Linked DNA regions of Gossypium arboreum: region 2 is linked to region 1. Evidence: chromatin contacts called from public Hi-C data. All regions are on one chromosome and are shown on one strand. The core of a region is the stretch at or near the end of the contact, and the rest is flanking DNA. Distances in the headings are between cores, read along the strand shown.

Region 1 (2,700 bases), core at 46-2,545:
CACCTGCTTCTTTAAAGTTGACGAGTTTCAGCAACCACCTTAAATAGACGAGATTTTGTGATGTATCTGGCATTAGGATACCCTCGATAATCATAAGGATGTAAGCCCGAGCATGTTGTTCTCTTTTGACTTCAGTCGAATCCTCATCGAGCTCATCAAAATTTCTTCTTAACTAAGTCATTTCTATCCAACCTTCAAAAAGTGTTTCCAGAACCAACCCCAAAAGTTTGTCGCATACCGCTTTCCAATCGGTATGAACAGTCTCAGTCAATACGGACCCATCCACTGGTAACTCGAGCTGTAACTGCATATCTTTTAGAGTGATGGTACACTCGCCGCATGAAACATAGAAAGTGTGCGTCTCCACCTTTCCTCCAACGCGCTTACGAGTTTCGGTCTAACTTACATCCCTACCTACAAGGGCCACGTGCGAAAAACTTACTTCTCTTAAAGGTGATGGAGGAGCGGGTAGATTACGAATGTTGGATTGCAAAATTCGATCTTCCGCCTATTCAAGAAAAAAAATACAAAATATTAAATTAAAATATAATAAAAATATAAAAATTATACAACATTAAAATATAATAAGAAATATTCTTACCATATGCAATTGATTGACAAAAATGTGGTTATTATAATGACGGATTAGAGAATTTGAATTTGCCATTGATAATTTTAAAAAAAACCCAAAAATTTGTGTTAGAAAAATAATTTAAGAAAATGTTAAGATAACTTAAATAAAAAAGAAATAAAATTGAGAGAGCAAAAAAAAAATAGTGAATTTAAATGGGTATTGAGAGGAATTTGAGAGACAATTGAGAATCTGAGAGAGAGTTGAGATTGAATTGGAAAAAAATAGAATGCTAGGTTTATAAGAAAATAAATTTGACCGTTTGGGTAGGTGTCCAACGGCTAATTAAATAGTCATTGGAAAAATAGCCATTATTTTTTACTGTTAGGGGAAAAGTACTTCTAGTTGGAATTGTTTTCTAGGCAACACGCTGAAAATACTTCCAGTTAGAAGCACTATCTAAAAAATGGCCTATTTTTATAATTTTTATTAAAATCTATTATTTTTATTTGCCATTTATTGATAAATTAGTCCTCTCAATCATCTAAAATCTAGTTTTTTTTTTTGAAGGTACAAAATTTAGTGTTATACTAAATGGATTATGAATAAAAATAATCAAAGCCATCAAGAGAAAATAAGTTATAAATTAATTTTGTAAATAATGTAAAAAAATGTAAATAGCATAATCAAAAGTGAACAAAATAGTTGAGAAAACAATGGTGGGTGGTAGGAAATGGATTTTTCTGTTGATGTATCAGAAATAAACGGTCTAGATTTTATGGTTACAAAAAAATAAATTAGAATTGATTGTGGCGTATCCCTCTGTTCGTACATTCCTGTCCATCAAGATCTATCGCCCACCCCAAAAGAAAAGAAACCCTTCTCTAAAGATCTTGAATCTTAAAAAGACAAGAACAGAGAAAGAAAGAAAGAAAGTTGTTTGAAGAAAAGAAAAATTATTAATTTAGAGAATGTCTTTAACATGTGTGAAAATGTCTGAGGATGTTTGGTTAACTTGTCTTACACATGCATTGTCCACTGAAACTGAAGAGATCATGGGTCTTCTTCTCGGTGATATTGAGGTTTGTCTTTTTTTCCCTCCTCCTATATATGTTTGCATAAAATCCTTGTCTCAAAATCAATCTTTTTTTCTTTTCAAAAATTTTTAATGTAATTTATATGGCGCCTGATGTTAAAAGGGGGACTAATGTCAAAATTCTTTGGGTTTTTCGTTTTAATTTTTAGCTGAAATGGGTTCTTGTATTTTAAGTAAAAAATTGATCTAATTTTTCCAAGTTTTATTTATATGCTTTGGGTTATTGTTGAAGTCAAGTTTTAGTCTTTGATTTTTTCCTTCTGAATGTGTGTGCTTATAGTAAGCAGTAGATTATATATCTTAAATTTTTTTTTTGTTTAAGGGACTGAGTTTTACCAATTTCTTGTTCAGTTTGGATAATGCAAATAAACTGAAGAAATTCACACCTTACTCTTTCCTGATTTTGATGTGGAAATCCCCTTTATTGCATTAATTTTATACATTAGCAGATGTAGTTCTTGTTATGTATTTCTAAAAAGCAATGTTGGAAGTGTATCTACCTTTGGTTCATTTTGACTTTGTGGATTGTTGCATTCAATAAGCCATTTTTACTGAAACACGGTCCTAGGAACTTGAACCTCTTTATACGTAACATAACTGATGATAAGTCTGATCTTTTTAAACTTTGGTTTCATACGACAAAGAGTATTGCTCTGTAATATGATTGGTTTGTCTTGCACTTTTGTCATTCTATTTTCTGGATTTTATGATTCAGTTTATGTTCCTTTGTTCACCTCTTGCAAATTCCAGTACTCAAAAGATGGAAATGTCACTGCATTGATATGGGGAGCGTCACCACAATCACGATCTGATCGGCGGAAGGACCGAGTTGAGACAAATCCTGAACAGTTGGCAGCTGCATCAGCTCAAGCTGATATATCCTTAAATCTTTGTGCATTTTTTCTTTGTTGTTAATGAATTGGCGTTTGATTTTGTGTTCATTACAGTATAAAAGAAAATTAGTTCGCTGGTCACTAGTGTTGGCCTTTCCAGTGATTCCTAGTGATGATTTAAATCTTGTAAATCATGATAA
Region 2 (2,700 bases), core at 171-2,670, 460 kb after region 1:
CTGGGAAGTGATTCTGAGGACAAATAACGAGCAACGCTCATGGCAGAAGAGAGAGGCAAACCCACACTCTCCAAAAAGGCAACTTTTCCATTATCACCCTTCTCCTTCGCCATAAAAATGATCATTTCCTTAAACCCCAAACTATCCCCTTCACCGTTACTATTATTCCAAGCATTCCATTCCTCCAGTTCCTTGACAGCATCCACCAGCATTTGCATGTATTTCGGGGAATTAGAAGATATAGAAATGGAATCCTCCAAAGAAAGCCCCAGTTCTTGGAGGTACTCAGAAATGGATTCTCGGGCTTGTGTTAGATCATGTGGAGTCTGGTTAAAGGGATTGGATTGGACCAAGGGAGGTTGAGGAAGGTATGGCTTCGGAGAATGGATTCTTGGGCAGTGAAAGAATGACAAGGGGAAAGCATTCAAAGAGCACCGGCGAGCAAAAGGGAGAAAACAGGTGTTTGGAAACTGGGATTTTAAATTCCAGTGAATTGAGAAGGATTTGGTGGACATTCGGGGAAACTTTCTTTAACACCCCCAGAGAAACCCTAGCATATGGCAAAAATTCACACTGAACAAACAAAGCTGAAACGTATCCAGTATTTTACATTAAAAAGAAGACCACACGAAAATCAAGTAATCAACAGTCACAAAAATAAATAAATAAATAATAAAGGTTTCCCAGATTTGCTATAAACAAGTTGCTATTTGCCTAAAGTATTTATTAGTGTTCCCAGAAGCACAACTTAAGACCTACAACTGATAAGGCTATATTTTATTTTTATTATTCTTTGAATAAAACTAACGGAAAATACATAGAGCAGTACACGGAAAATGAAGCGGAAACCTGGAAGAGGTAATATTTTTCAAAAAATATTCTTATAAAAATATCTTTTAAATGTAAATATTTTTTATATATTTAAACCACATCATCAACTTTGAAAGCGAAATCATTAAAGTTGAAAACAACCCATCAAATTTAAAATCACATTAACTAGTAAAAGAAAAGGTAATTATTTTTTAAAAAACTTTTATGTAAAATAAAAAAAATTTAATCCAGAAACAACTTTTGCTACACCAAAAGTTATATACTCTCTTGGCATTTGGCAACAAAAACATCCTATTTTGATTTATCTTTCTTAAATGCATACTTTCAGGCACTAGAAACTACATAATCACGGAAGACTTATGATATTTCTATTACCTCATTCCACGTGAAAAAAGAAGAAAAAGGAAATGGCTTTTAATTACACATACACGAATGTTCCTGTTACGCTGGTTCAGGATATTGCTAGCTGCTCTCAATTGTCTCATTGCATTGATCTTGGGCGTTATCTTAGTGTCCCGTTGCATTTTGGTCGTGTCACCAAGTATACTTATGCGCATCTTTTGGATAAGGTGAAGAAGTGTTTGGCATCTTGGGCTAATCAACTTTCTTTAGTAGGGAGTGTTAGATTTATAAAATAAATCTAAAATACAAATTTAATAAATTAGAATTTGTTATGTCAAATCATCAAGAATAAATCAAGAACAAAACTAGATGCGGAAGCGTACTTGAATCCATAGATTTCTTGAAACTTTTTGGATCTAGGAGATTTGATCTTCCAAATTAGCACACAAGAAATTTAGAAATATCTGCTCTCTCCTTCCTAATGATGGGATATTAGAAAAGATATATTATGTGTAATTTTGGGACTATAACCCTAATATTTATAACCTTGGTATATTTGTTCTAATCAAATTCTAATTAGCCCATCATTAATTAGAATTTGATTAGAAGAGTATCTACACATATTTGACCCATATTTTATTTAATAATTAAAAGCCCAATAAAATTCTAACCAAATTAGACTACTTTTAATTTGGGCTAACCTATCATGATAGTAAATAATAACATGTAATTATCCTTATTATATATCGATGTCCAAATTTTGACCCATACTTTATTTAATAATTAAAAGCCCAATAAAATTCTAACCAAATTAGACCACTTTTAATTTGGGCTAACCTATCATGATAGTAAATAATAACATGTAATTATACTTATTATATATCTGATGTCCAAATTTTCTAACAATCTCCCACTTGGACCACATATATATACTAATTACTTTATAATTACATGTCATTATATAACCTTATGAGCTCAAAATTTTACTATCATATCTAAAAGGCATTTCAAACAATCTCGTCCATTAATTATGTTAACATAGTACCAAGGTGACTTTCGTTACAAATATCGTAACTAAATCCGTCCATGATCACGTATATTAACACAACCAAATGACATAGATCAAGTATGGATGTGTAGCATGGAAATTACATGCAATATTATCTAAACATGTCTATTTCCAACTGGTCCTCTTTAAACTTAAGTGAGGTCAATTTCAAAATAATAAACAGAGTCAATAAACTTAATACTTCATTTCTAATCAGAAAATAACCAAATACATAAATGTCTAAAATATAAACTCTCTTTAAATCATGATATCCTCAAACAATGTAACACCCATGTGAGCAGTGTGCTCATGAAAGACCTTAGGTGGTAAACATTTTGTGAGCGGATCCGCTATCATGGAGTTTGTCCCAATGTGCTCTATGGATATTTGACCATTTTGCACTCTTTCTTTTACAACTAGGAACTTTATGTCAATATGCTTTGACTTAGATGAACTCCTATTGTTATTGGAATACAGCA

Evidence for each region. Hi-C and Micro-C count contacts between places; a contact is called where the count stands out from the background.
Region 2: a Hi-C map of leaf shows a contact between it and region 1, with 2.9 times the contacts expected there. The contact joins the promoter of LOC108465090 here to the promoter of LOC108465374 in region 1. A contact is called at or near these places in 2 of 5 Hi-C or Micro-C datasets (both in leaf).

The regions. Positions count from the first base shown.
Region 1 is chr6:78,439,914-78,442,613 of ASM2569848v2, forward strand. LOC108465374 reads left to right here and starts at 1,296. Exons shown (of 11, transcript XM_017765708.2): 1 at 1,296-1,653; 2 at 2,418-2,543. The coding sequence starts at 1,543.
Region 2 is chr6:78,896,126-78,898,825 of ASM2569848v2, forward strand. LOC108465090 (transcription termination factor MTERF6, chloroplastic/mitochondrial) reads right to left here and starts at 1,421. Exons shown (of 8, transcript XM_053030197.1): 1 at 1,260-1,421; 2 at 1-550. The coding sequence starts at 515.